2 separate regions of the Zea mays genome follow, and region 1 is linked to region 2. Evidence: chromatin contacts called from public Hi-C data. All regions are on one chromosome and are shown on one strand. The core of a region is the stretch at or near the end of the contact, and the rest is flanking DNA. Distances in the headings are between cores, read along the strand shown.

Region 1 (3,558 bases), core at 649-3,148, 290 kb before region 2:
GACCTCTCCCTGGCGTCCTTCGAGGAGTTGCTGGCGTCGGAGAAGTCGCAGGCTGCGCCCTTGCAGAACTTGCTCCCTGCCGCTCCAGAAGCTGACGCTGCGATGTCCATCGTCACTTCGGCGATCTGAGAGTGCGATGGGTTGTGGCTCTCCATCTGAAAATAGGATACTGGGACAGTCAGTACACGACTACAAAGATTATGTAGATGCACAATGGAATAACAACTTGTTACACGCGTTCCAATTCCTGCAAAAAGCTAGCGTGGGAATCAATACACAACAACAAAGATGATGTAGATGCACAGCTGAAATGACATAGAGTCTAGAAAAACTTGTTATACGCGTTCCAGTTCCTCCCAAAGCTAGTGTGGGAATGAAGATCAGGCGAGCAATATGTGTGTCACTAAAGGAACAAAACTAAAAAAAAGAAGAGTATTCAAGTGAGGGAGTTCAGAAGATAGCAGAACAGCAGACAAGTAAAAAAAATCCATTTGTCTTTTCCTTCCCTTCCTATTTCCACCATCTCTGAGTGCAGACAAGTGCATGAAAAAAACGGATACAAGATTCAAGCAGCGCCCTTAAAAATGGACAGGAACCGAATATCCACACAGATTATTTATGCCCTCGGACAAAGCTACATTACAGTCTCCCCGATCGAAGCAAACCAATGGAACAAAGGCCAAGGCAAGTAAAACCTCATAAACAGATTCGTATACCATCACCAGATAGGCACGCGCAGGCAGGCAGGATCAAGATGGCTGAAGGCATCTGTTATCCCGAAGGCACAAGAACAACAAAGTAGATTCCTCAGGCATCGTCTGTTATCCCGAAAGCGCACAAACACACAAAAGAAGAAGAAAAAGTAGATTCCTGAAGGTCGGTATGGGAAAAGAGGATGCGGTACCGAATCTTTCTGGGTCGAGCGACGAAGGCGATTCTCCAACTCCAAACCCACCCAGGATTCGGAGCCCAACTCTCTCGAGCCCGGCCTAAACAAGAGATACGTGGAATGGCGTCGGGAAACTGGAGTCAGCCAGGTGGTACTTGTAGAGACGGGGGTGCAGAGGAGCGTCGTTGTCGTGTGGGCACCGAGACACGACACCTCCACGGGCGCACAGTGCCCGCACGGCCACCAGGACTCTCCGTGGCCTTGGACGGACGCGACGCTTAGGTCTTAGGACCCCAGGTCGCGGAACCGAATGATTGAGAGGACGGAAGACGGAACCCAATCAGCCGAGCCGACCGACGCAACCCATCAGCTCGCTCGCGGACGAGCGGGCGAGTGGTAGGAGTAGGACTGGCTGGCGAGGACGGCGACGGCCGCCGGTGTCTAGAGAAGCAGAGAGCAATGGAACCGCGGTCCCGGCGAATAAACCCGACGGCGGAAACGAACAAGACCGAGTCCCCACCACCCCTCCCTGGCCTCGCTTTTGGCTGGGTGATAACTGATAAGGGAGGGGGGGAAAGCGACTGTGGCATGGCAAGGCAGGCTATGCGCGCGCGCGCGCGGGGGCGCCAACTACGCCACGCCGCGGCGCCCACGCACTTTGTCGGATCGAGGGGACGGAAGATTCGTTTGTTTTTGTTTTTATTTTTTTGATCCGTCGTCGCGGCCGCGCGCAGTCTCCCGTACAACACCGTCTACCCACCCGGAAACGAAGTCGCCGCCGGTCGCGTCAGATCGGAGGCCGCTCGTCAGAGAAGGAAGGAAGGAAGGAAGGGGGGACGGGGCCAGTGGGCGTACCTCGTGAGTCGTGATTGCAACGTCGCCCGCCCGTACGGTCTCCCCCATCGCCGGCCGCCGAGAGCGAAGGGAGGGAGAAGAGCGGATGCGCGGTCGCTTGTGGCGGCGGCGGCGGCGGCGTGGAGAGCCGGGTGGTGGGAGGGAGGCGCCTGGTTGGCCACAGACGCAAAGCTGGAGCCTTGAGGAGGGAGGGCAGTCTTTATAATTTATTACTTGGCCGTTCGGATCAGAGAGTGTCCGCGACTCCGCGTGTCAATTGACGTGGTAGTCTTTATAATTTATAATTTAATTTTTAATTAAAAAAACGAACCAGCTGTGATCCAAATCTCGTCATGCAATGCAACCAAAACCAAACCATGTCTGCGGTTACTTGTCTTTCGGTTGAAAAGCAGGTTGTAATCCCAAAATGCATGTGCGGGCGCTGCCGTCCCTTCGTAACAAACGGTACGGTACTTGACAAGTAACCATACAAGAAGAGCTGTCTGTGATCGTTGAAGACCAAAAAAAAAAAAATGGAAATGGCGCCTTTTTGGTTTCCTTTCTAACATGATGGATGCAGCCATCGAATGAGGAGAGAAATGAGGAAACAGCCCGAATCAAAGGCTGTCTGTGATCAACTAATATTATTTAAGAGCTGTGTACAAGAAGAGCTGTCTGTGATCGTTGAAGACCAAAAAAAAGAAATGGCGCTTTTTTTGGTTTCCTTTCTTACATGCCAAAAATCTATCCGGAATTCCGGATGCAGCCATCGAATGAGGAGAGAAATGAGGAAACAGCCCGAATCAAAGGCTGGCGTTTTTTGTGCGTGTTAAATACCAGAGCATTTCTACCGTCTCCAATTGCATTGCCATTTACACACACTAGTGTGAAGGTTAATGTTGATGGTAAAGATTAGGAAAATTCTTATATTTGGTATGAAACAAATAAATATGTTTCCTCCTGCGCATGGTCAAGAGATGGAAATTGATATTGTAATGCAACATATAGAGAAGGAATAACGCCGGCGACTAAAACCTGATAAGGCAACAAAAGTTAGTATATATGCTACACTGTTCTTAACAGGTCTACAGAGACAGATCTTTGGTAATATAAGTCCATAACTAAGAACACAATTAGAAGTTGGCAGATAGATGTAACATAAGTTGATTCATTTCCTAGCACCACGTAATGTTAAAAGAGATAGAATCAATTACATATACACAAAGCAAAATGGTCTAGGTGAATCAAGTAGAGATAAAAAAAACAAAGAAATTATTTCTCAACAGATAGAGGAGTAGGGAATAATGGGACTTCTGCGGTACAACTATTAATAGCAAATAAAGATACAGAGACAATATAATTGACTTACTATATGTATAGACAACAAGGAAATTTCAGCCAAAAAATACGCCAACAGTTACTCACACCATGATGTTGCCTGCCGCTGCTGAAGCACCTCATCAGGCACGATGTTGAAAGCTCTCTTATGGGTTTTGGTGTTTGGATGACAACCCAATTAAAGGACTAACAAGTGTGCTAAGTGTTGAACAGGTGCTTAATGCAAAGCTAACAGAGTTCAACATAAGTGAACAAGTGTGATGGTCCAAAGACTTGATTATCTATAGATAATGGACATCACAAGTAAGATGAACATTGTTTAAGTGAGACTCGGTGTGCGTAACTCATAGACAACCGATCAAGCCAAGGATGGAGGCAAGAAGAGCTTCGAGGTACCGAGTGCACGGGAGAAGATCAAGAAGACCATGAACCCAAAGCCAGGGGTGAAGAAGAAGACTTGCAAAGTTAAGGTTGATCGAGTTAAGAAGAGTTATGAT
Region 2 (3,889 bases), core at 138-2,637:
CCGTGTCGCCCAGCCGTCGGGATGTTGGGGGTGTTGTGGAAGGCACCGAGGATGAAGGTGTGGTGTCGCCTGTGGACTTGAGCACCAGCCGCAGGGCGCCCTGCAGGACACCATCCACATCCACATCGCCACCGCGTCCGCGTTCGATGCCACGCCCGTGACGCCGTCGCTGCTTGAGACCGAACCAAACTCTCGAATGTTAGATCCGAACAGGGGAGAGCGACCATGGGAGGTGAATGAAAGTTTCCGGATCCGGATGCGGGTTGGGCGTGATGCGCGGGGGATGGGGTGGGGTGGGGACTGCGGTGGTGAATGGCCTGGTCTCCGATGGGTACATGGATGCTCGCTGCTCCATTTCGGGCGTTCGCGCTGTGGATGCGCCATGCCGGAGCGCGCGTGTGCCATGCTGGATCCGGTGGCCGCGGTGGGGAAGCGGGAAGGGCGTGGTCTCCGGTGTGCGCCAAGCTGGATCCGGTGGGGAAGAGCGCAATCTCAGGTGTGTGCCATGCCAGATCCGGTGGCCGCTGTGGGGAAGGGGGAAGGGCGCGGTCTCCGGTGGGTGGGGAAGGGGGGACCGCGGTGGGGAAGAGAGTTTGCCGAGCGCGCTGCTGTGAGATTGGCGGAACACGGAGAACGCGCTGGCGTGATTGGCGGGCATCGCGGCGCGGCGGCAGAGGGTGCCGCTGTCTCCAGCAACGTCCTCTATATACATCCTCTATATCCGTCCTTTACAGTCTTCTCTAAAAGATTCCATCTCCTATATCTACTTTCTCTCCAACAATGTCCTCTAAATCACGTCCTCTATATGTAAATACCTATATTAAAGACATTTTTAATTTTTTAATTTTTGTACATACGTATTTGTCATACTCTCAAATGTATTGTACATATTTTAGTTTTATTAAACCGGTTGTTTAAAGTATTCAAATAGATAGAGAACCGTTTAGAGAAACTCTATATATAGAGGATCCAGCAGCGTTCTCTAAATTTAGAGGACCGTTTAGAGGACGTTGCTGTAGGGAGTAGAGGACGTCCGCGTCCTCTAAATTTAGAGTACAGGACCCTTTAGAGCTCATTGTTGGAGCTAGTCTAAGGAGTAGCAGAGATTGCCGGACGGTATTTCTCCGTTGCCTAGCCTGACGCCCTGACCAACCAACCGCGCAGCGCCGCCGTATGCAGAGGCACCTACTACTCGGCTACTCCGTCTCACTTCTATGCGGGCCCGACCGACGCAATCGCACATTTCTGACAGAGTGAATGACTGGTATCTTTCCCGGAACCCTACTCCGAAACGCAACACACGTTTCCGTCTAAAAATCCCCAACGCAACCAGACGCTGGTGGCGTCCCGCACGCCCCCCCCCCCCCCCCCCCCCCCCCAAACTCCGATCTGCCATGGCCTCGCTCCAGTCCTTTCTCGCCGTCAAACCGGCCGCCGGCTGGGCCGCTCCGTCCCGCCGCGCGCGCGTCGCGGCCTTCCTCGCTCCGCCGCCCCCGACCACCGCGGCCGCCGTGGGGGCGGCGCGGCGGGAGCTGTCGGCCGCGAGCCTGGCCGTCGTGGACGGCGAGGCGCGGTACCTCGTCGGCACCTACAAGCGGTCCCGCGTCGTCTTCGAGCACGGCCGCGGGTGCAAGCTCTACGATACCGACGGCCGCGAGTACCTCGACATGGCCGCCGGCATCGCCGTCACGGCGCTCGGCCACGCGGACCCAGACGTGTGCGCCACCATCGCGGAGCAGGCCGGTAAGGTCGTCCACGTCAGCAACGTCTTCTACACCAAACCCCAGGTGGGTGCTCCTGCTCCCTCCGATCCTCCCTCCCCCGCTTCCCTCGCCATGTGTTCGACGCATTGCTCCGGCCGGCCCATTTTTCTCTGCTTCATCTGCAGAAGCGCCTCGCTGTCGCAGGTGGAGCTAGCCAAGCGGCTCGTTGAGGTGTCGTTCGCGGACCGCGCCTTCTTCGCCAGCACTGGCACGGAGGCCAACGAGGCGGCCATCAAATTCTCCCGCAAGTTCCAGCGGGCCGCACACCCGGAGAGCGGCGACCCGCCCACGGAGTTCCTGGCGTTCAGCAGCAGCTTCCACGGCCGGACCATGGGCGCCGTCGCGCTCACCAGCAAGTCGCAGTACCGGGAGCCCTTCGCGCCCGTCATGCCTGGGGTGACCTTCGTGGATTACGGCGATCTGGAGGCGGCCAAGAAGTTCGTACGGTCCGGCAGGGTCGCTGCTGTCTTCGTCGAGCCCGTGCAGGGTGAGGGTGGCATTCACAGTGCCACCAGGGAGTTCTTGCAGGGGCTGCGGGACGCCTGTGACGAGGCGGGAGCCCTCTTGGTCTTTGATGAGGTACGGTGTACTCTGTCCCATCTCTCTTCTCTGAATCTCTGTTCATATCGAGAACCCGATGATATTGCTAGTAATTCATATTTCGTTTACAAAGCACGAAACGCGCACAATTTAGTTGTAGCCATGCATTCCACTATGAACTTTAGGCATACAGTCCATATACAAGAGATAATGTAGCAGAGTCAAGCTGTGACTCTGTTCTGCATTCCTATCTTCAACCCAGCGACACATCATGGTCACATTCCTTAGTTTTCAAGCTGCATCAATCTGTCAGCCATGAGATGTAGTAATGGTGGTACGTATATGCTTTCTAAACAAACGCAGGTGCAGTGTGGTTTCGGGCGCACAGGCCACCTCTGGGCGCATGAGGCGTACGGAGTGGAACCAGACATAATGACCTTAGCGAAGCCACTGGCCAACGGCATTCCCATCGGCGTTGTCCTGGTGAAGGAGAAGATCGCCGCAGCCATAAACTACGGCGACCACGGCACGACGTTTGGCGGCGGGCCTCTCGCCTGCCAGACCGCGATAACGGTGTTCGACAAGATCACGAGACCCGGTTTCCTGGCCGAGGTGTCGAGGAAAGGGGAGAGCTTCAAGCAGCTGCTCCGCGCCAAGCTGAGCGGGAACCCGCACGTGAGGGAGGTCCGCGGGGTCGGCCTTCTCGTCGGCGTCGAGCTGGACGTGCCAGCTGGTCCTCTGGTCGACGCGTGCTTGGACGCCGGCGTCGTCGTGCTGACTGCCGGTAAGGGCAATGTGGTGAGGCTGGTGCCGCCGCTCATCGTCTCGGAGAAGGAGCTGGAGCATGCCGCGGATGTCATAAGGGACTGTCTACCGGCGCTCGATGTCGTTGCTGCTGCCTAATGTATATGGTGGTGCAATAGGTCCGGATATGAAACCTGATTCCAAATTTTGGAATCGAATAAATTTCATGTCGGGCCAATGTTGTTGTGTTCATTGAAACAAACTCTTTTTTTTTTTGGAATCGAATAATTATTACATGTCAGACCGATGCTAGCTGTTCCGAGAGCAAAGTGGTTTTATTATACAAAATGGTCTGAAGTGTTAAGGAAATCGGAATTATCCGGCATATACATCTATATATGTTGCCGAATAATGAGCAACTCCAACGGTCTAGCTAAATCAACTAGTATCGGTAAAAATAGAAAAACGACGTCCAAAACTTGATCCAACAGACACTCTTTCTTCCTCGCTTCTCTATCCTGCTGGGTATCCCGTCAAGGCCGCTGGTCATCTTTGACGAGCGCGCTCGCTCGCTATCTCTTCCTGTTCTCGTGCACGTGCCTGCAGATACAATGAACACGAATAGACATGTACAATACAGTCTGATCTAGTTCAAAAGCCAAAGAAGAAAATGAGTTTGCTAGGTCCATCGTGCGATACATCTCCCCAGGCTGCTTGAAGTATGTGTAGTACCTTGTCTCGTTGGTCGATGATGTGGACAGTCAATTTCGAGTAGCTCGGCACAGCAGGGGGTTTTTCATGTGATTTGAATATGAATATACAAGGTTTATAGAGAGTTTGTT

Evidence for each region. A called contact is a pair of places that touch in the nucleus more often than the background predicts.
Region 1: a contact with region 2 is called in a Hi-C map of bundle sheath, with 3 times the contacts expected there. The contact joins the promoter of LOC100192051 here to the promoter of LOC103629163 in region 2. A contact is called at or near these places in 4 of 25 Hi-C or Micro-C datasets (bundle sheath, ear, root tip and 1 more).

The regions. Positions count from the first base shown.
Region 1 is chr6:32,353,591-32,357,148 of Zm-B73-REFERENCE-NAM-5.0, reverse strand. LOC100192051 reads right to left here and starts at 1,898. Exons shown (of 2, transcript NM_001137474.1): 1 at 1,745-1,898; 2 at 1-155. The coding sequence starts at 1,792.
Region 2 is chr6:32,061,973-32,065,861 of Zm-B73-REFERENCE-NAM-5.0, reverse strand. It overlaps LOC103629163 (acetylornithine aminotransferase, mitochondrial), which reads left to right and starts at 1,387. Exons shown (of 3, transcript NM_001346846.1): 1 at 1,387-1,787; 2 at 1,908-2,342; 3 at 2,667-3,385. The coding sequence starts at 1,395. The coding sequence ends at 3,206. LOC103630931 (endoglucanase 14) reads right to left here. Exons shown (of 6, transcript XM_020539884.1): 6 at 3,776-3,889. It also overlaps the pseudogene LOC103629164.